Regions from separate parts of the Ovis aries genome. Here all the other regions are linked to region 4. The links are chromatin contacts, called in public Hi-C maps. All regions are on one chromosome and are shown on one strand. The core of a region is the stretch at or near the end of the contact, and the rest is flanking DNA. Distances in the headings are between cores, read along the strand shown.

Region 1 (5,553 bases), core at 2,281-4,780, 440 kb before region 4:
TTTTCATCCCCAGATGCTGCCATTGGGTGGTGCACATATCCTGGATTTATTAATTTTTAAAAAGTTGCCACTTGTTGAAGAGTGTTTATCATGTGCTGGGCACTTGCTCAGCTTGTTCCCTACACGGATCCTTCACCAGCTCAGGGAGACACAATGACATTATCGCTGAAGCTCAAGGGCAAGGGTTACTTGCTCAAGGTCACAGAAATACTAATTACTGGAGTCTGGATTCAAAACCAGGTAGGTCTGGCTGATTCCAGACCCCAGCTTCTTAATTTTCCTAGAAGGCAGGAACTGTAGTTCACACACCCTTGCGGAACACCTAGTACCTGACAGGTACCCAATAAAGATGCATTTAATAGAGCTTGATACATTTTAGGCGGTCTGATTCTCTCCATTATAGTCTGATGAAATGACAGACTGAGCAAAAGTACCTATCTCAGCGACAAGCATACAATTGGTCCACATACATCGAAAGGTGAGACCCAGCTTTGCTCCTTTCTACATGCGATATCTGTGCTCATGAATAATATTTTCAGAGAACACAGCTTCCCCTTGGGTCTCTGCCCAGGCAAGGCTATTAAAAGTCCCCATCAGACCTCACCTTAGCGAATGAAGGGCTTTGGGAGTGGGGTGGGGGAAGGTAAAGAAAGAGGCTGTGACTCTCTTCTCTTGGAGTCTGGGGGTGGGGAGGAAAGACACCTGCTTTCTTTGCTGACCCCGCTGAGGGAGCCCTTCTGTCTGTCTGGATGGAAGTAACCTGGAGGCTTCTGGACCTAGAAGCTTGGCTTGCTCAGAGCTCTGAGAGGCTCTGGGTCTCGCTGTCTGACCCAGGTGTGTGAGATGTGATGGTTGTGTCCCGCAGTGAAGGATGCTGGGTGAGTCGGGTCTTGTGAAAGAGGAAGGGGCCTGTGGTGGGACAGGTAGTATGACTCCAGGTCCTCTCGTCCCCCCAAGGTGCACTTGGCCCGCTTCCTCATTCCCTGCCTCCTGGCCTGTCTTCAACTCTCCTTGAAGTGGTCAGGATAGAACTGTTCCATACTTCCAACAGTTCAAGCCTCTCCAGCTGGGTCTTATCCAATCCACATTGACGTGGAATCAGAGTCCAGGCAGAAAACATAACCTATTCCAGAAACCTCAGCCAAGGGAAACCAGTTATAAAGGCATTGGAAGAGATGAAAGGGCAGATGTGGGTGAAAGCTGGCCTCGAGAGTAGCAGCCACGGGAAAGAAGCGACACCATGCCTGCTGGAAGTCTGGAGCAGAGGGAGTGTTTCCAGAACCCAGGGAGAGCTGGAGTCCTGGCGGAGGCTCCCTGGCAGAAATGGGGACCCCCGAGGTGATCTGCCAGATAGAGGGAGAGGGTGTGGGGAGAAAGCTCTGGTTTTTACCCTCCTCTTCCTCGTAGTCTCCTGATTGGTTGGGACTTGAGCAAATGTAGCCTGCAGGGGTCAGTCCCCCGTGAGAGAGGGCAGAGGAAGTGCGGAGGGGAGGGCAGATGGGCAAATGACCTCCCTACCTCCAGCTTGTCAGACCTTTGGAAAAGAACACATCTTTCCAAGCAGTAATCAGGAGCGTCAGCCCTGGAGAGTAAACTTGCCTCTGGAAATGGTCCCAGATCCAGTGATGGTTACTGCAGTTAGTGGTGATGCCCAAGTGTTATCCCTGCTGGGAGCGAGCTGGGGAAAAGGAGGATGTGTGTGTGTGTGTGTGTGTGTGTGTGTGTGTGTGTGTGTGTGTGTGTGTGTGGTAGATCTGTCTCCTTACCTTTTTCAAAGGATAGGAGCACCTCTGGTGCTTTTAATAGAGCACCAGTTTTCACGTTAGGTCATAATAGCAGTTTCTGGGGCAGAAAGCTCCACGGCAGGCCGTGAGACAAATCAATATGCCTATTAGGAAAAGGCACTGGCCTCAGGAACAGGATACCTAAGGCTCAGTCTCAGCTCAGACAAGTCACTTACCATCTTCGAACCTCAGGCTCTGTGTCTTTCAGATGGGGACTGTACATTTTACAGGGTTCTGCAGAAATGCAGGACATCATGTATGTGTGGGGGTTTGTAGACTACAGTGGGCTTGGGTAGAAAAGCCTGTGCCTGGGACACATACCAACACAGGAGAGTCTGCTTGTGGACTTGGTGAGTCCCCGTGGAGTGGGCGCCTAAAACCCTCGTTTTATCATCGCAGAGTCAAAAAGATCATTGGAGTCGGCTTGTCCAAGCTCTCTCCTGAAGGAGAGTCAGTTCTCCAAAGTTTTTGGAGATGATCCTTCCTACTTTTCCTCCTCCCTGCTTTCTCTCCTTCTCTCTTTCCATTTCTCTCCCCGCCCCTGCCCCCCACCTGCCTGTTTTTCTCATTCCTCTTCCTTCCTCTCTTCCGCAAATATTGGGAGCACTTACTCCCTGGCAGGCAGTGTGCTGGATGCTGAATCCTGCAGCAGGAATGGAGACAGAAGTGCTCATGGATCTTACGGTCAAGCATTTGAAAGTCTGCAAACAGTGTCTGTTGAATACCTCTAGTCACAGCATACAGGATGCTCACTACCTTAGAAGACAGTCTATTTTGTGGGTTCATTTCCCCTTATTTAAACCAAATTCTGCCTCCACGGAATGCTTGTTCTGATCTTTGAAACTAGACAGAATAAGTCTAACCCCATTTCCTATGTCACCGCCCTTAAAATGTGGGAAAATAAACATGGAATGCTCAGAAAATATTCGCACTCTCCAGTTTCCACTTGTAAAGGGGGAGCTGAGTCTCCGTGAAGTTAAATTCCTTAAGGGCATGAGGTCAGAGGCAGGGTGGGCTATCACCCGGGTGCTTGGGCCCGGTTCCCAGGCCACCTGGGGCAGAGGGAAGCTGTGTGGTGGAGACTCACGGAGGGACGCAAACGGAAGTGCGCAGGTGGCCAGGGAGGGGGGCGCACGTGAAGCAAGGGGGTCGGTCAGTGCGGAGGGTGCGGGGTGCGTGTGAGGCATGCTCTGGCTGGCTGCCTAGGACAAGCCTGAGCTCCAGTGTTTCTGAGCTGATTCACTGCTTCCTCTCGCCCCAAAGGAATCCCCTTTATAGCTCTCCAGGCCGGACCCCTGGGTCCCTGGGAATGCTGTCTGACAGCTGTGTGAGTGCAGCCGTGGCCCCTGCACCGGGTGCCAGCTGGGCGTGCTCTGGGAGCCGCCGCCTGGGATGTCAGAGGCGAGCTGCGGCAGCCGCCCTTCCGTCAGCAGGAAGCCCAGCCGCATACACTTGGACAGGAAGCCCCTGCGCTGGCCAGCTGAGTGAGCTCTGGTTTCTCCTGCGTCTGAGGCTTTGGCCCAGCACGGAGGGAGGCGAGCCAGGTGCTGCGGCTGGGCGGCACTGACAGCTCCGCGGGCTCCACCTCGGACTGGGGATATGGGTTCAAGGGTGTGAGCAGAAAAGCAACATGGAGGCTGGGCCAGAGGAGTTGCTTCCTGGAGGAAGGGTGAGGGAGTGGGAACACAGTGTCTAGCAGAGTTGGGCCAGCTGGCTGAGTATCTGCAAAGACTCTTTTGTGATGGTTCCAGACAGAACATGTTCCCTTGGGTTCAGACCTCCAGCATCAACTCACACCAGCTCCAACCTCCGGGCTGCCTCCACCTCCAAGAAAACACAGGATCATCTCTTGGGGTGGGATGTCCACACATTCCCAGCTTGAAAATGACTCCTCTCAGGGGAAAACTCTTTTGTAACATACCAAGCTGCATTCTGAGTGAATTAATAAAATATGGAGTGTGCTCAGCTGGGGACAAAAGCAATTTTACATTCAAGGCTGATAATTTTGCTTCTGAGCTACATGTGAGGATCTTCAAGGCAGCCTATGTGTGCATACAACCACCCCAAGGACCCCCAGAATTTGCAGAGAGTGCTTCAGTTTTTCACAAGTCATTCAGGGACTTTCCCCCGCCACATTTCACTTTCATGAATTGGAGAAGGAAATGGCAACCCACTCCAGTGTTCTTGCCTGGAGAATCCCAGGGATGACGGAGGAGCCTGGTGGGCTGCTGTCTATGGGGTCTCACAGAGACGGACATGACTGAAGCGACTTAGCAGGAGCAGCAGCAGGGCAGTAAGAGATAACTGATATCTGAGGACCAAGAGGTAAGAAGATCGGCTCAAGGCCAGGCAGCTCAGCAATGGCAGGGTCAACTTCTGATGCTCTGGAGACGATTGCTTTCCAGGGGCCTGAGCATCTGCTACTCTGCCCTGGACTGTGTGCCTTCAAGCACAGCCACATGGTGGGTTGAGTGGTGCTCCGGGCTGGAATCTGTTCCTGATAGCCCATGGCTTTGTCAAAACCTCCTCCTGGGTGAATTGTGTTTGTGGCTTTAGTTGCTCTCCTTGGCATCTCCACAACTTTTAATTTGTGCCATTTTATTTAATTTTTAAAAAATATTTTTTGATGTGGGCCATTTTAAAAGTCTTTATTGAATTTGTTACAATATTACTTCTGTTTCATGTTTCTTTATTATTATTATTATATTTGGTCATGAAGCATGTGGGATCTTAGTTCCCTGACCAGGAACTGAACCCTCGCCCCCTGCATTGGAAGGCGAAGTCTTAGCCACTGAATCACCAGGGAAGTCCCTGTGCCGTTTTAATAATCTAGATTACAACTATAGTTGATGCCTCTGTAATTCTGATTCTAGACCAGAGGTAGGCAATTTTTTTCTAAAAAGTGCTAGATAGTAAATACTTGAAGTTTGTGGTCCATTTGGTCTCTGTTGTAGCTGCTCAACTTCGCAGTTGTTGATGCAAAAGCAACATAGACATGTCAACAAATAGGGTGGCTATGTTCCAATAAAACTTTATTCACAAAAACAGGCAATGGGCTGGATTTGGTAGCTAAACTATAGTTGGCTGACCGCTGCTTTAGGACTCCTTGAAGACAAAGGCTCGTTTGTTCATATACAACCACAACCGCTCTCCCTACTCTCTGCACCCACATTGTATTGACTATGTTTATATGTTTATACTTTGAGCTTATGGGAAAACTGGTCAACCACTTGTAAAAGAATGAAACTAGATCACTTTCTAACACCCCACACAAAAATAAACTCAAAATGGATTAAAGATCTAAATGTAAGATCAGAAACTATAAAACTCCTTGAGGAGAACATAGGCAAAACACTCTCAGACATAAATCACAGCAGGATCCTCTATGATCCACCTCCTAGAATTCTGGAAATAAAAGCAAAAATAAACAAATGGGATCTAATTAAAATTAAAAGCTTCTGCACAACAAAGGAAACAATAAGCAAGGTGAAAAGACAGCCTTCTGAATGGGAGAAAATAATAGCAAATGAAGCAACTGACAAACAACTAATCTCAAAAATATACAAGCAACTTATGCAGCTCAATTCCAGAAAAATAAAGGACCCAATCAAAAAATGGGCCAAAGAACTAAATAGACATTTCTCCAAAGAAGACATACGGATGGCTAACAAACACATGAGAAGATGCTCAACATCACTCATTATTAGAGAAATGCAAATCAAAACCACAATGAGGTACCACTTCACACCAATCAGAATGGCTGCGATCC
Region 2 (6,027 bases), core at 301-2,800, 490 kb before region 4:
CAGTGCGCATCCCTCCAGTGTCCGTTTGCTCCAAACGCCATCCTTCCTCCCGCCCTCATGGGCGTCAGAACTCCTAGTCCTGTGATATCTATTCCACGGTCATTTATTTGTATGTGTCTCTAGCCTCTCCACCTGGACTCTGTGTACCCCTCAGAGCACCTGCATGACAAATAACAAAGATAAATATAGAAATCCATTGTGAACTTCGATCAGAGCCCTCCATCCCCTCCACTTTGGAAAGACTGGATGACCGGTATATCCTCTCTGTAAGACAGGTGCCTGTAAGAAAGGCCTCGGATCTGTGTCTTTTCCCTGAGAAGTCAGAAAAATAATCATGAGCGAAAAATGGGTGTCAGTCTCTATACCCTTAAAGTCAGTGGCTGACCCTCAGCTCTCAAACCCAGCCCCTCCTGAGTCACTCTGTGCAGGCCGCCTCCCACAGTGTTGCAGTTTGCCTGTGTTCCCACTCCCTGCCTCAGCGTACTCCCAAGCAGACAGGACAGGAAAGACCTGGGCCTCTGCAGGCTCCCTTGAGCGCGAGGTGCCTGACCCATGGATGATGAAATCATAACTCACAGGACTGTTCCCGGGACGAGAGGGAATATTTATGAATAGATGAAACTTGAGGGGCCCAGGGTGACTGACCCTTGGCGAGTTCCTTCCCAGCCTGGGGCCTTCCTTTCTCCCATCTGTCATGCAGGAGAAATGGGTCAGGTAATCTGGAATGTCCCATCCAGCTCTCTGACCCAGAGGTTTGGGGGAGGATGTGGAGAGGTTTTGCCAGCACTCAACACAGTCTGAGCCTGTGAGGCCTGACAAAATGGTGTTTAGAGCGTGCTTCTAATCCTATCATATGAATTGATAATTTAGATTATCAGTAGATTCTGATTCAGTGGATCTGAGGTGGGGCCTCAAGTCTGCGTTTCCAGGCAGTTCCCAGGTGATCTCAGGGCTATGCCCTGCCCCTCCGTGAGTCATGTAGTTCAGCCCTAGGTCCTCAAGGTGGGTCCTGGGAACCAGAGCATCAGCGTCACCTGGGAAACTGCTAGAGCTAGGAAGTCCCCACCACACACGTACTGGGGCAGAAAACTCCAGTATTGCCAGGCCGGCACCTGGCAATCCTTGTCTTAACAGCCTTCCAAGTGACTCTGATGTAGGCTCAAAGCAGTAGAACCAGTACTTTAAGGGAACCAGAACTGTACTTGGTGGAACATAGCAAACACCTCAAGAGTTTTAAAACAGACTGGCGCCTAGGTCCCGCTCCAAGGGGTTCTAATTTAATTAAGGTGGGGTGTCTCCTGGGCACTGGGGTTTTGAAAAGTCCCTCACACGATTGAGATGTGATCGCTCTGAATGTTAGAAGGTATCAAAGATGTCAGACCCACACCAAGGGCTGCGGGGCTCCTGGACGCGCTCTCCAGGATATGGCCACTAGGGCGCGCTGTTGCGCCGCCTGGGAGGCCGCCGGGCGGACGACCGAGACTCCTCCCAGCCCGGGGCTGGAGGGGGTCCGAGGCTGGGGGAGGGGGACCCGCGGGAGCGGCTCCCGGCCGAGGCGGCCCTCCTCCGTGCATCTGTACCTAGTTAGAGCTGGCCCCGGCCCCACCGCGCTTGACGTCAGGGCTGTGCTCGGTGCTGGGGAGACGCGGCCATTGCAGTCTCGAGTCACGAGTTGCTTCGCCCGGCCAGCCATGCTGCCTGCCTCCTCCAGGCAGGGCGCCGGGCTCACCCTGGGTATCCTTTGTTCATGCTCCTTGGATGACGCGAGATCTCTTCCCAGATTCCACCGGACTAGAGCAGCAATGTCCTTTCCCATTCCCCGGCAGCTCCCTGCCCCTCCTCTACCTTATGAGGATCCCCGAAGGTCCCCGGAAATCCCCCAGACCAGGTACCTCCAGGCCAGATCCGTGGATCTTCCACTTCAGCTGCAAGAACCAAGTCTTACCTTTCTCCTTCTGAGTTTTTCTTCTTCCTGGCTCTCCCCAGCTCAGTTCCCGCTGCCTACTCCTTTTCTCTCTTATCTGAGGTGTGTAGATCAGATATTTCAACCTGATAATGTTCTTATATGCAGGAGCGGGAGAGATGGGGCCAGAGATTGCCTCCCTTGAATATGACTGACAAGGCAGTTGTCTTTGTAAGGAACGTTGTCTATGGTGGTGAGGAGTGAGTTCTGGTTGTTGATGAAAATTTAGTTTAAAAAAAAACCAGCTCCTTCCTTGAAGCCAGGATGGGAGTTTATTCTAGAGGAGACTGCCCAGTCAGGTGCAGTGATCTTCTCCCTCTCTGGCTTCCCCTCTGGCTGAGGATGTCCCTGGAGTTGCTTTCCCAGCAGGCATGCCAGAGCTGCCTTTATCATAAAGACTCCCATTTCACCCGATATTGCTCCCCTCCCCCATGCTTGATTTTCTGGGCCTCTGTGTGAAATTTCATCTGGAGAAAAGTTTTGTGGGTAAAAACAGCCTGAACACCTCTTGTCTGGATGATGTCTGATGACTCTCTGGGCTTCAACAGCTCATAATTTTAAAAAGAGGAGAGGAGGTAATTCTGGGAAGCAACAGGCAGGCCTGATTCCTGCTCTCTTCTTGACCTTCAGTGCGCCTGGCTCCTTCACTTGACACCCCTGCCCCCTCCCAACCATGACCAGCCAGTGAGGTGGGCATTCCTTGTAGCCCCTGAAGGGGGAGAGGCTGCTGGGGTGTTGGAAAGAGACACAGACCATCAGCACTGGGCAGATGACAGGGAGCCAGGCCAACCCAGATGGGGAAACCGAGGCCCAGAGAGGGAAAGGACATGTTCAGGGTCACACAGCTGGTCTGCAGCATGTCCCTTCTCGAGCTGATTCCTCAGAAGCCCCTGGTAGGGTCCCTCAGGGCCCCAGACGCAAGATTGGACACTGTTAGGCAATGTTGAAGGAGTGATGGCTGGGTTCCAAAGGGAGCTGGTTTGGTTTAATTTGAGAAATGCTAGTCTCTCCTTGAATCTAATGAATGACCCCTTGCCAGAGGCAGATGTCCTTCCAGGGCTCAGCCTGACCCTGGGGTCTCTGACCCAGCAGGACTGGTTGGAAACAATTGCCCTAGGACTCGGGAGATTTCACCTGCCAGGCACCAGTCCCTATAGACAGAAGGCCAGGGAAGAGATGTGGGAGGTCAGTACAGATCCTGCACCTTCTAGCAGAGCCTCTGGAAGTAAAGGTCTGAGCCTCGAATTGGACCTCGAAAAGGGCCTGGGGGCGACTCCGGGGATACAGGCAGCTGTGAGCTTGGACCAGTTTCCCTACCGCCTCAGCCGCACATCTGGCTAGAGCCCAGCTGGAAGTCAGGGCCTCATGAAACAGAAGCTGGAGGAGGACCAAGGAGATTCATGCTCTCGTCTTGTGGGTCAGGAATTAGTGCAGGGCAGGACAGGGACAGGCCCAAGGTCACCACACAGTTGGCAGCAGAGTGGAGCTGGGACAGGCTTCTGGACTCTGAGTGGATTGTCCTCGCCGCTGTCCAGCTTTCCATGTGGATGGAGGCTCTGCTTTCTTTCTCTTTGGGATGTGTAATCTGTATCTGTGTGTGTGTGTGCGCACGCATGTGTATAGACATTTCCTGTGTCTCTGCCTCCAATTCCTACCAGCTTCATACAACTCAGAGAAAAGAGATTCTATAACCTCAGTCACCTATTCCAGGATCACTATCAGGAAATCCTGTTCCCATCTTGCCCAAAGTTCCCATGCTCTAGTTTCAGTCTCTCCAGGTGGGGCTGGCAGGGTCTGTGGGATTTACTCCAAGGACCCCAGGGAAACTGGCTGGGCTGTTTTGGGAGGAATGCTTACATCCACTTTGCAGCCTCCAAGCACACGCTCTCTCTGCCTGAGGTCTTGAATGATGCTGCTTTTGGAGGGCGAGTGTGATCCCAGCTAGTGATTTATTGTCTGTTTACTCAGAGAACGCTTGTTCATTCCTGCTGGTGGGAAGGGATGGAGCAATGGAGGGAGGTGAATGCGTGTCCTCTGAGCTGCAGAAGGAGCTGCAGGGAGGACTTCCCCACTCCCCCCGACGGGTGGCCTCTGTTAGCTCATCCTCCCTGGCTCTCTCCACAGGATGAGAAGAGCATGCTTCTCCCCTACTTGGGAGGCTTCAGGCACATTTTCTGCTCAGAGGTCATTGAATGCAAAATTCTACCCAGAAGGTGAGGAAGGAGGGAAGAACTCTGCAGGTGCGGCAGTGCTCTGGGGAGGATCTGTGCTGGATCCTTCTGTGGCCACCCTAGGCTGGAGGGATTGCCTCCATTCTCCAGAGGAGAAAGCTGAGGCTTCCGGTGCCTAAAGGGTTTGAAGTCACGCAGAAGTGAACAGAGTTGCGGTCCAAACTTTCATCTGGTTAGTACCAATGCTCATCCTCTTCTTCCACCAGGATTACTCTAGTGTATCCTGGGCCACTTACGTTAGAACCACTTCCTGATTCTGTCCATCTTTTTAAACAGATATTATCCACCTTAGCTGTTCCAGGTTCACTGGAGTCAGCAGGGAGCTTCACAGAGCTTCCATGCCTGGGGAGATAAAGATATATAGAAGAACCAAGTCAATTATACAGTTGTCTGAGTCAACTTGGGCTGCCATAACAAAATACCGTAAACCAGGTGGCCTAAACAAGCATTTAGTTGTCACTGTGATGGAGGCTGAGAAGTCCAAGGTCAAGGTGCCAGCAGATTTGGCGTCTGGTGAGGACGCTTTTCATGGCTCGCAGATGGCCACCTTTATGCTGTGAACTTACATAGTGGAGAGAGCGTGCTGGGCTCTTCCTCTTCTTATAAGGGCACTCATCACACCATGGGGGCTCCACCCTCGTGACCTTATTTAAATTTCTCAAAGGCCCTGCCTCTAAATACCATCACACAAGGGGTTATGACTTCAAGGTATGAATTTGAGAGCAGGAGGACACATTCAGTCCATAGCAATGGTATAACAGAAGGTGATGATGCTGTGTGACAAAAAAGGAGAGTGAGATAGGAAGTGAGAAGTGGGGAGGTGGTATGTGGGGGAGGGGTTGTCATTTTATTTTTTTAACTTAAAATATTTTTATTGAAGTATAGTTGATTTACAATATTGTCTTAATTTCTGCTGTACATCAAAGTGATTCAATCATACATATATATATATTCGTTTTCATATTTTTTCCATTATGGTTTATCATAGAATATAGACTATAATTCAAATATTGAATATTGTTCAAAACTTGTGCTATATATTAGGTCCTTGTTTGGGTTGTCATTTTAAGCATAATGGTAAGGACAGGCCTTACCAAGAAAGTGCCATTTGAACCAAAACCCCAAAAAGATAAATATTTTGCTGTTGAACCTGCACTGCCCACATCCACTTCATACCTGCTCCTTCAGAACCTCTGGGAATGGGGTCTCGAAATACATGTTTTAACAAGTCCTTTATGCCCAGCTAAATTTAGAAATCCCTGTCTGCATCCTGGTGCTTCTTCTCCACGCAAAGGACATTGACCTAAGAGGTGAGGAAATATTTGTGCAAATCTAGGTGTGACTTCAGGAGTTCAAGAATGAAACTGGAATCCAGGTCCTGATGATGACTCCCTTTGTGACTTGGTAACTAGCTGATACTTAGCAACTAAAATAGGTAAAGTGCACTCATGACCATGACTGGGTCTGGAAGGATCTCTCAGAGCAAAGCAGAATGTTCATGTCATCCAGGCAAGGTGCAGCCCAGGTGCCCGGAGCAGGAAGCCATTGTCATGAGAAGAGCATGGATCAGAAGACTTGCATTCTATTAATAGATCACTCCCAATGGTGGTGAGCTTGACCAAGTCATTTGCTTTGAGGAGCTTCAGCTTCCAGGGTTGTGAATTGGGCCTCCTAAAACTTTTCCCACTTATTTCAATGCTACCTCCACCTCTGCCACCAGCCAACCTGTGTATCCATCCATCTACCTATCCCATCCATCCATTCATCCACTCACCCATTCACCCATTATCACCAGTATCCCTATTTCATTATTACCAACATTTCTGGCGTCCC
Region 3 (5,201 bases), core at 1,174-3,673, 330 kb before region 4:
AGCATTTTCAAACATCTTTGGCATCACATAAAAAAGAAATCTCGTGTAAAAAACGAAATGTCATCTGAACTTTTATCATACAAAGGCGCAATCCAATATGAACATATAAAATATATACAAATATAGTGCATGGTCAGTCACTTAATACAGCTCTCTACAAAAAAGTAACTTTAGAAATTAAAAAAAAAAAGTAACCACTTAATCTCAAAAGTCCTCCCTTCTCTCTCATGGTCCAAGTTCCTGTTTATCGTCCGGAGGGAAGAGAGATGGTTTGGGGAATTTAGGGGGAGGGATGGCCTGAGCCCCTCAGTTCCGCCACGGTCTCCACATGGAGTCTGCCGTGAGAGAGGGGCCGCTGGAAGGTGACACTGCGTTGGGGCCCACCGAGGTCCCGCTGTTGCTGGTGTAGACTGGGATGACTGGGCCGCTGTGAGCGAAGGCCCCATTAGGGATGAGGAACGCAAACTGGCCGTCTGGAGCCGGCACCACCTGGAAGCCGCCGAACACCTTAGCCGCCTCTCCAGCAGGGCTGCCCAGCTTGCAGGGCGCGCCGCCGGGAGGGGGCGCCGCACCCCCGGGGATCGGCACGAGCGGCGGCGGCGGCGCGAACGGCGCGTGCTGCGGGCCGCCAGGTCCTGGCGGGGGCGGCGGCGGCGCCTGCAAGGCGGGGTGCGGCTGCCCTGGGTAGGTCATGGCGTTGATCTGGGTCATGCAGTTGGCCAGGTGGCCGAGGAGTCGGGTGCGCACCTCGGTGTTAACGCCCTCACACGTGGACAGGAAGCGGGTCACCTCGTTCATGCACTCGCTGAAGCCGGCGCGGTACTTCCCCAGCACGCTCGGGTCTGTGCTTAGCGCGGCTGCGGGCCAGAAGGAGACGGATGGGTCACCGAAAGGCCCTGGCCCCGAAGCCATCGCCTCCGCCCTGGGAGGTCCTCGCGGCGCGCCTCCCTGACCACCCGCCCGCGGAACTGCCTCTGGGTAGCCGGCTGGGTTTAGAAAAACCCTCCACCTAGCCACACTAGCTTGGCGACAGACCCCGAGACGCTCCCTCTCCATTCCCTGTCGCTTCATTTAACCCGATCTGAAGCCTCAAATTTGCCTCCTCCCCACCCCCGCGCGATGTGACCTTGGATAGTGCCCTTCCCCCTCTTCTGCACCATCCGAGCCTTATTTCCCCTTATGTAGCGGGCGAGGAGGGCGTGCTAAACTAGATGACCCCAAGCTCCACGCAGCTTAAAAACCACCACGGTTCTAAATCCTTTCACCCCCCCCCCCATCCGCTTCCCCCACTGCCAAGCCGCCCGCCGCCCGCCGCCCTCGCCACTACAACCTCTCTCCCTCCCTTTCCGGAACAGTAACAACTTGGAGTTGTGGCTATAAATAAGCCCCAGACCGTGGGAACGCAAGAGTGAGCCAAGGCAGTAAAATGTAGCTGAATGCCTCTCACAACCACGGGCGGAAGTCTGGAAGAAATCACCGCGGGGCGAGAGAGACGCCCGCAGAGGGGGACGCGGCGAGCCGCTCTCACCCGTCATCTGTGCCCGCTGCAGGTTCCGGAGGTGTTTCACTGTCATTTCCAGAATGTCCGCCTTCTCCAGCTTGGAATGCCGCGAACTCTGCACAGAAGAGGAGGCAAAGGAGGAAAGTGAGAGCCTCGCCAGAGGTTTCGGAATGGTGGGGGTCCGTCCCTCCCCCTGGCCATGGCGGCGACAGCCCTAGACCTCGGCTAGAGGGGCCCAGCTCTCCCGCCTCTGAGAATGCAGTGCAGGCAGGGAAGACCCCGCAGGCAAGGGGATTTCATTCTTAATACCTGGGAGAGAGAGAAAAAAAGAATTACCCACTTACATCTTTTTTAAGAGCATCCAAAATCAGTGTTTTTAGCTGGCTCAGACTTTCATTTATTCTTGCTCTTCGTCTTTTCTCCATGATAGGCTTTGATGACTGTAAAGAAAATTTTTAAAAAAGAGCGCTTGAGTTCCCATGGGACCTGCCATTTCTCCCCGCGATTTTAAGGGAGAAAAGAGCCCCAACCCCGACTTAATTTCTTGGGGGTGCAGGGAAATACAGGTACTGCCCTTACCTTTCTGTGCTCAGATGCTGTCTTTGGTTTATCCGGTGTCGTGTTGACACTGGCTGGGGTAGCAGCCACCGGGGACGAGGAGTTTTTCTCCATTATATCAGCTGGCATTTTCTTTTTCTTTTTTTAATCCCTAGAGAATTTTATTTTTGGAGTTCTTCACACACAAAAAAATTGTCTTGCTTATGTCCCTTTTACTTTATACTTTCTCAAAACTACTGAGCAAGTGCTGAGGGTTTATTATAATATCTTATGGCTACTTGGTGATCGGTAGCGCAATTCCAGGACCAAGGAGAGAGGTAGACGGGGGATTCCGCTGTTATCAGCACCAGCTCCGGATCCTGTGTGATCCCCAGGCCCTGGCGGCCTCTATATATATCTGGGACTGCACGCGAACGGCTCGTGTGAAACTTCCCAAACTTTCTTTCCCACAGTAACTTTCAGCCAATGGGAGGAGGAGACACGCGGCACCGCTCGTGGACCGCGCCCCCCCATTGGCCGCCAGGCACAAGGCCTGGCGGCCAATGGCGCGCGCCTGAGCCCGGGGCACCAGAGGCTACAACGTCAATCAAAAGGATTTTAACCCTTTGCTACTCTCCCTGCTGGCCTTTGCTTTAGAAAGGATTTTTCCGCATTGGGTTTGCTCTAGTCTAGTTTATTTCTCTTGGGGCTTCGGCCTTTGCTCTTTATTTCCTTTCATATGTAATAGAGCTGCTTTGCCAGTAATAAGTTCATTTGAAATATATATTTTTAAAGGTTTAGAAGGACAGGGATTAAAGGTTATAAATGCAGTGGTTAGAACGGGGGAATGTAAGGGTGTGAGTTACGAAAAGATCTAAGTGATTTCCCTCTCAGACTCCGCACGTTCGGGGGAGGAGGGGGGTGAAAGTTGACCGTGCAAAAAAGGGCAAAAAATTTTCCTTTTGCATGCAGAAAAGGAAAATGTGCCTCCATCTTATATTTGCAGGTTTTTCAGAGCAAGGTGGTTTTCGATCCCCGCACCCCTCCCCCGGTCCGTCCCTCATTTTTCCTCTGGAGTTGGGGGCCTCGGACCCCGCGCTTCCCCAGGAAACAATCAGAATAATTTCCAACTGAGCAGAAAGGAAATGGAATTTCAAATGAAAGGTTAACAAGGGGGACTTTGATGGCAATGCCTCAAGGACGCACGCACGTCCTTGCCAACTTTTCCCTTTCCATCCGCCCCCTCTCGGTTCTGCAGCGCGCCGAGGCGGCCTGCCGAGCGGCAGCCTCTCCCTCCTTCCCGCCCCGCGGGCGGCCAGGGCAGCCTCGGCACCCGGCGCGCGCGGGCCCTTTAAGAGCTACACCAGCCGAGCTGCAGTTTGACATCAGCCGGCCGGCGAGGGCGCGCCTGGAGCCGGAGCACGTGCCAGGATGTTTTATTGCCGCCGCGACTGCGGCCGGGCAGGGAGGATGTGTGTGTGTGCGTGCGTGTGTGAGTGTGTGCGCGCGCCCCGGGGGCAGGGAGGCGGGGGGCGGCGGCGGGCGGCGGAGCGCGGGGGCTGGTTCCTGGTCCCCGGGAGAAGCCAAGAAGGTAAATAGCAGCTGCTGTGCTCGAGCCTGGGAAAACCCCGCCCCCTGCGCCTGGCCTGGGCTCATTGGCGCGCGCTGCGTGTGGGGTGTGTGTGTGTGTCCCCGGGCCCCCCCCTCTCCTCCGGCCCCCGCCGGGCCTGGAATCCGAGGGGGCGGCGGGCTGGGAGCCTAGCCCAGGCGCTGACCAACCGCCCCCACCCCAACTACCCCCGGGCCAAGGTCAGCCCTTCCGGGCGGGGAGCGCACGCCCTGGGGTGGAGAGTGGGGAATTATTCCAACCCCCCCCTCCACCCCTGATTTCGGGCTTGAGGTTTTAACTCCGCCGAAAGCCTCACTTGCAACAGCCCGGGGGAGGGGTGGGGACCTTCTTGTTTGCTCCCTGCCCTGGCCCTCCCTCCCCCCGCGGGGCCCCCGGCGCCCGCCGTGGTCACGAGATGCCTGACCGCACTTAGGAAGCGGCCGGGTCAGCCTCCTGCCTCCGCTCGGCGGCTGCGGTTAAAGCGGCTTCGCGCCGCCCGCCTTCTCTCCGAGTCCAGGGAGGCCGGGCAGCTCCCCCTCGCTGCACCCGGGAGGCCGCCGGCGGGCGGCCGGGAAGAGGCGGGCGGCGCGGGCGGCTGCGTGCTGCCGGCTGGCCGGGCCGCGCGCCGGGAGGAGCCGCCGCCGCCGCCGCCGCCGGGTGCCACGTGGCGGGCGCCGGGCCGGGAGCGCCAGGGCTCTGGCGGCGGCCTCCCTGGGGGATTTGCCGCGCAGGGCGGGCGACGCGCACTGTCCCGGCCGGCCGCCGTCGCCCCCGCCGCCTCCCTCCCGCTCGCCCGCCTGCCCGGGTCGCCAGCCCCCGCGCCCCCACCCCTTCCGCCCTTCCCGCCGCCCAGGAGCTCGGGGAGCTGCTCGGGCGGCTTGGGGCAGCCCAGGAGCCGAGAGCGCGTCTTGTTTGATGTCGGCCCCCACCCCACCCCCTCCCAGTCCTCCAGGCTTAGAGGCCGCCGGAGGCCTGGCACACATTTCTCAGTCACTTCATTCCTTCCTTCCTCTGAGCTCCCCACTGAGATAATGTTGTAAATGATTTCACCAGATCTGGTCCCGGATGAGATTCAGCGGTTCCTGGCTCTGGGTGACCTTGGGCAAGCCCCTCTCTTCCTTTCATTACAGGACGCATGCTCTGTGCCAGACACAGTGTTAAACCCTGGGATTACCACGAGAGATATAGTGGCAGCCTGCAAGGAACTGATGGTCAACTCTGGAGGCAAGCAGAATGATTTTCTGATTGATGACGGAAGCATTCCTCTATTACTATTCTTTTCTCTTAGAGCTTGGGTGATGGCCCAAGAGAACAGGAGAACCTCAAAGAAACGCTGAACCACTTCTGTATGGGCAACACTATTGCTTGTCTATATGGGGGAGAGGGACAGGGATGAATATAATATTAATAGTTCTTGTCCACAGGAAGCCTAGGGCAGAGAGATACTGTACTTTTACGTGCAGCTGACATCTGCCTATTTTCCCATATACTCCTTTGGTAGATCCTAGGCTCAAGAGAGACAGTTATGGGTCTAGATAAAGGAAAATGCTGTGA
Region 4 (5,507 bases), core at 1,229-3,728:
AGTGAAACCACTGAACAACCTAACCCGCCAAACTGACCCTATCATGGTGACCCAACGAGTTTTTCTTCTGTCTACCTTTCCCAACCTAGAAATGCCCCATCCTTCCTCTCCGACCTCCACAGAATCTACACATCAGAGGCCTACTCATGATTCCAGGCACAATTTTCAGGCCACCACTTCCAGGAAGTCTTCCCTGATTATACTCTCACCCACCCTCAACGGAAGTGGTTTCCTCTCCTCTGAACTCATGTCATTGTCCTTTTCTTATAGGGTCTATTTTCTATTAGAACAAATTGTAGGTGCATTCCGTCTCCCCTTACCAAAGCTGGAATTCCTCAAGACCACCTTTTCTGTCCACCATCCTTCACTCTTAACTCCAGCACCTTTCTTGCACAGTTCCCAGCACCAGCAAGGGCTTGGTGTTGAAGGAACAAACGAATGAATGCCCTTCTTCCAAACACAAAACTCAACAGCAGAATGGACTTCTTCTCTCCCTGCGTGTGGGTTTGATAAAGAATGTTGCATCTGGAACACAGACAGAAGATCTTAGGGAACTCGGCAAGTGGGGATCACAGGAAGTGGGTCACACAGAGATGGAGAGTCAGTTGCTAACATGAAACCACGTGACGCATGGGTTGACGATTAATCACCGAGTAACCACCAAGTCCAGGGCATATTTTTAAAAGGTAGTCAGAGTTATAAGGCATATCTAATATAAATCATAGTAATCATGAACAGATTTAAATTTTTTACTGTTTTACACTTATTCTTCCAGGATATTCAAGCAAATATCCACCTGCAAAGGGAGGAGCTGGGAGTGGCATCCTAGGGGTGGCGGCACCCAGGCCAACCGCACAAGGTGGGGGAGGGTCTGTCTCCAAACACTAGCTTTGGGAGATTGTTTCTCTTTATCAGTCTGGGAACGGAAGTTTTAGTCTAAGCTCTGAGACTAATTGGGTATGTAGATATGTCAGGAGGATGCCCTTTTGGTTCCTGTCTTTCTGTCCTCCTGTAAATCACAGTTAGACAGGTGCTCCTATGTGACCCTCAGATTAAGGGAGGTGTACAGGTTTCCCGCTTGCCCCCAATGACTTTGGCCACTTTCCACTGACTTTTAACAAAAGGCCCTCTGGGTTTACTCGAACTTTCTCCAGGTTCCCAGTAGTAAGCACACTGTTGGCCCATGCAGGATTTCCTGATAATGAGTGTGGAATGGGAGCCCCTGAGAAACAGAGAGGTCTGCCGTCAACTCTCAGCCGAGGGCCCACCTTCTTCAGTTTCGGATGTCGCCGTCCCTGGATGTCACAGGCAGCAAAGTCCAAGTCAGGGGCCCCTCACTGCGGTTCTTGGCTCTGCAGTCTTGTCTTTCAGAGGCTCAGCTGCCCACAGAGAAGCTGAGATAACACCTCTGAGCCAGGGTCCTGCATGGCTGCATATTCGCTGAGCTGGCCACAAATACCCCTTGGCCATCTCCCAGAGCCCAGGTGTAAGCAGCCATCTGTGGGGGGCGGGGGGGTGGTGTGTGTGGAAGAAAAACAGGAATGTCCCCCCACCCCTCTGTCACCCACGCCCAGAGCAAACAGTGCTCACCCCTCAGAAACAAGTAATCAGATGTTCCCAGGGTGGCCTGTAAACTACTAACCTCTCTCTTTGGGAGGTAGGAAGGAAAGAGGTTGCTACTGAATATTTCTCTGTTTCTGTCTGTGAGTATCAAGAGATAGCCTGTGTGTGTGTGAATCCCCCTTCACCCCGTGACTTACACAACTGGGTATTTACACACCAGATGGTCCCTGCAGGAAAAGGCAAGTCCCCAGCTGCTGTGGAATTTTAAGAGATCTCCCAGGAATGCCCTTCTGGGATGTCTGGTTCTAATTGCCTCCGTCAGCCAGCGCTGGCGAGCTGGCAGAAGCAATGAGAGGTGAAATTAAACAGATTCCAGTTCACATCAGACCCCCAGCCCTGCCAAAGTCCCCCAAGGGCCGGAAAAGAAAGCAAATGCGGCCACAGTGGTGGGTGTGGTGGAAAGAACTCCAGACTGGAAATTGGAAGGCCCGGATTCACATCCCTGCACTGCCTCTAACGCCCTGCCCTGTGTGGCTTTGGACCCATCGCTTCCCTTCTCCTGCGGCAGTTTCCTCATTTGCTAAACGCGTGGTGAGGACTACTGGCTGGTCTCCAAGGCCCCTCCCCAACCCCAGATTCAGGGACAGAAGTGTTGAGCTCTCATCGCAGAGCTTGGTGGGGGTGGGAATTTTTTTCTGAACTGTAAAACCAGATGCTTGGCATTTTTAGATCTTTAAGAAGAATGGGGTAAAGGGTGAGGATTTCGTCCCCGTCCACTGTAACCCAGCCCCAGCCCCAGCCCCAGCTCCAGCCCCATTTTCCCCCTTTACTTGGCCTAGGATAAGGGTGGCTGGAGACTCAGGCAGAGGAGACAGGAATCCCGCAGTTCCTTAGCGCCCCCTATAGGCCCATGGGCAGTGGCGCTGAAACGGTGGCTTTCCCGGGAGCCACCTGCACTCCAGCGTCCCAGGCTTCTACTGCAAAGCCTAGGGTTTTAGAAGCAGGCGGTTCAAACTGGCCCCTAAGTTGTGCGGAATTTCTCTCTTTGTAGCGTGTTGCTTTAAGGCTCAGAGTAAAGCCGTTGAACTAATAGCCACAACAGTCTGGGGTTGAACACCCCATGGGGTTCCTATGGTATAGGCACAGTGGCCGGGGTCATCGAGGACAAAACACGGAAGGCTTTCGGTTCGCACTCAGCTCCTACTCATCCACCCTCCGCCCTCCCCCTCACTCCCTAACCCCACAGCAGACGCTTGCATATCTCCAGCTACTACTGCTCACTACTTTCTGAGTCAGCCTGTACCTGGTAGGAACTTTGTACGGCTAGTAACAGACCCACAATCACGGATCTGACTTTGTGAAATTGGGGGCTCATTTCCTCGTCAAAAAGGCATCCGCAGATAGCTGCAGTCCACAAACTCATGGGGAACCAGAGCTCCTTCCAGCTTTTTCCTTAGCCATTCCCACAGCATGACTCCCTCATGGGCCTTATGGACCAAGATGACCACTTAAGTTCTAGCCCTCACCTCTGCATCCAGAGAAGAAGAGAGGCCCAAGGGTTTCTGGGGTTCCTCCTTACTTGGTCAGTCCCCTTGAAGACCCATTTAATGACTCACACTCTGGCATCTCCTGGGCCACTCCAGTAGGGATGGCTGGGAAAGCAGTCCCATGGCCAACTCGCATAAAACTGGGCTCTGTTTGCCCAGGGAGGAGATTGGACGTACGGCCCATCCGTGCTGGGAGAAGCCAGGATTGGCTGCACAGTTGCCTCTTTCCTACACTGATTTCCTCTGCCTGCAGAGAGGAGAGGTGCTCTGCAAGTGCTCACCGGATCCCAGAGAACGCCCCATCTCTCCACACAAGACCAGACTCCTGCCAAGCTGGTGGAGAGAGATGGTATCTGCCCAATCACTATCTCCAGAAGATGATGCCAGGCAACTTCCTCTGAGCCAGGCATCTCTGGTATTTTCCCTAGGGAGAACTTTGCCAGCTCAAGGAGGACCTAAGCCCAGCTTCAGATGCACCTCCCTCGGGACCCGTTGCTTCCCTGCAGGCGCTAGTGGCTTTGTCTTGATCTTCCACTCCACCCAGGGAAGGAGAGGGGGAGATCCCCAGCCCATATTTGGATATGTCCTCTATTCCAGGAAGAGAGTTCACTGCTTTCTCCCTAGATTTGTGCGTCTGGGAGCCAAAGCCACACATCAGCTCAAAACTCAAACCCTTACATGTTTAAATTTGGTATTTAAAATGGTATACAGATTTGGCTCTGCAGCTAACTGCTTAACTAGCTACTGTCTAGTTTTCTGGTCTCAGATGCTTGGAAGAGGTGCTGAAGGCTTGGAGAGGAGGCTTAGCCTGTGGCTGGTCTCCAGGCTCTGCTTCACGTGGTGGATGTGATTTCCTCCACATCAGGAGACCTACAGGCCTTTCTCTCCACCTTGGACCTCTGCAAGGCCACTTTCCAGTGATGGAAAGGTCGTTGCTTACACGGGACCAAGATGTGAAGGAAGTTGAAGATTTGGGAGCAAGCTTCTTCAGGGACCCACTTTCTAAATCTCCTGGGTGGGGGGCTCCAACTCTTCACTATGGCCTCAATCATTATTCCTTTTTTATTTCAGCAGCCATCCATGTAACTCAGCAACTATGCTGCCTGCTTGTGACAATAAACTGCATCCTCTTTGTGGGGCATCATCTGAAGCAGGCTTCAGTTGTAGCCATCTTTGTTAGGCATGGCCTAAGAACACCTCTTCAGTCTTCCTGTCACCTTCTTCCATTCAGTTCTCTTGTGAAGAGAGATGACTTTAATCGTACAATTAAAGTGGGGTTTGCCTTTAAGATGGCATTTCCAGGAATGAACCTTGTTTAAGAGCCAGGACCACCTCTCTGGGAAGGCAAGGGAGAGAAATAATCAGCTTCAATTTGTGAAGAACCATTTATCATGAATGCTCTAAACCTATGTCTGTTTTAGATCTTCTCTCCAGTCTAACGAAGTTATTGCACATATATCATGGAAAGGTTCCTAGACTCCCAGGCTCGGCAGACAGCCCCCCAGAGGCCAGCTTTTCCATTTCTTAGAATAGACTTAAGCAAAGACAGAGTGTCATTGTTAGCACTTTGCTAGCTGGTTTTTAAAAATATATATATATATATTTGTGCTGTTTCATGCTAGTGACTTAATACCTTGGAGCACTTAAAATCCTAACAGCAGGTCAAATTGTCACTGCTTTGCAGCCAGGGAAGCTAGAAGACAGGTTAAAAGAAATGGTAAGGGGCATGCTCTGTCTTCAGCTCAAGGTGAAGCAGAAAGTAGAGTCCCATGACTGCGCCATACTGACAGCCTGACTCCAAGCTTGCCTGTCTCTATATATTGAAGTTATTATTGAGAAAACTCTGCCAAGTCTCTCCCTTCTCTGGAGCTCAACTGTAAGACCTCCAAAGCCCTAAGTCGGAGTAGCTGAAATGGAGCAGCAACTTGGTTTGAGTAAATCATTTCAATCCCTAGATGATTTTCCTTATAAAGTAGGGGTCACATCCCCCAAAGATCAGTGCAAAGTCTCTTGAATTCCTGGAAAATGTACGTGGAAAGTGTAAACAAGAGTGCATCTGCAGTAGAAACCTCTTAACACCTACATGGCACTAATTTGTTTAATAAGCGTTGACTGACGCTTTCATCTGTGCTGCATTTTAGGTGCACAAGACAAGGGTCCCAGGACTGACTCCTGGTGTCATGGAGCAGAAGAGGGTAGATATAAGCCCCAGTCCTGAAACTGGAAAATACAAATGTTCAGGGAAAAGGAAAGGTGTGGAAGAGAGGATATAGTATCCTGAAAGTGTAAGTGTTATTCACTCAGTCGTGTCCGACTCTTTGTGACGCCATGGACTCTAGCCCGCCAGGCTCCTCTGTCCATGGGATTTCCTATGGACAGCAAGAATACTGGAGTGGG

The links. A called contact is a pair of places that touch in the nucleus more often than the background predicts.
Region 1: a Hi-C map of liver shows a contact between it and region 4, with 3 times the contacts expected there. The contact joins two enhancer-like sites. A contact is called at or near these places in 7 of 16 Hi-C or Micro-C datasets (liver, mesenteric adipose tissue, mixed tissues and 3 more).
Region 2: a contact with region 4 is called in a Hi-C map of liver, with 7 times the contacts expected there. The contact joins two enhancer-like sites. A contact is called at or near these places in 12 of 16 Hi-C or Micro-C datasets (blood, hypothalamus, liver and 6 more).
Region 3: a Hi-C map of hypothalamus shows a contact between it and region 4, with 7 times the contacts expected there. The contact joins the promoter of HES1 here to the enhancer-like site in region 4. A contact is called at or near these places in 14 of 16 Hi-C or Micro-C datasets (blood, hypothalamus, liver and 7 more).

Annotation. Positions count from the first base shown.
Region 1 is chr1:194,074,456-194,080,008 of ARS-UI_Ramb_v3.0, forward strand. No RefSeq gene overlaps it. Among named protein-coding and RNA genes, the nearest start is that of CPN2, 75 kb to the left of the region's middle. Within about 2 kb of position 3,531, at least 24 of the 54 cell types and tissues checked have an H3K27ac peak or open chromatin away from gene starts, as enhancers often do. A contact at or near this core is called in liver and muscle, where this site is marked.
Region 2 is chr1:194,030,216-194,036,242 of ARS-UI_Ramb_v3.0, forward strand. No RefSeq gene overlaps it. Among named protein-coding and RNA genes, the nearest start is that of CPN2, 31 kb to the left of the region's middle. Within about 2 kb of position 1,551, at least 28 of the 54 cell types and tissues checked have an H3K27ac peak or open chromatin away from gene starts, as enhancers often do. A contact at or near this core is called in hypothalamus and liver, where this site is marked.
Region 3 is chr1:194,183,594-194,188,794 of ARS-UI_Ramb_v3.0, forward strand. It overlaps HES1 (hes family bHLH transcription factor 1), which reads right to left and starts at 2,424. Exons shown (of 4, transcript XM_004003033.5): 1 at 2,081-2,424; 2 at 1,846-1,941; 3 at 1,529-1,616; 4 at 1-857. The coding sequence starts at 2,188. The coding sequence ends at 307. LOC121816684 (a long non-coding RNA gene) reads left to right here and starts at 3,477. Exons shown (of 2, transcript XR_006056345.2): 1 at 3,477-3,629; 2 at 4,778-5,201.
Region 4 is chr1:194,517,728-194,523,234 of ARS-UI_Ramb_v3.0, forward strand. No RefSeq gene overlaps it. Among named protein-coding and RNA genes, the nearest start is that of OPA1, 150 kb to the right of the region's middle. Within about 2 kb of position 2,479, at least 20 of the 54 cell types and tissues checked have an H3K27ac peak or open chromatin away from gene starts, as enhancers often do. A contact at or near this core is called in hypothalamus, liver and muscle, where this site is marked.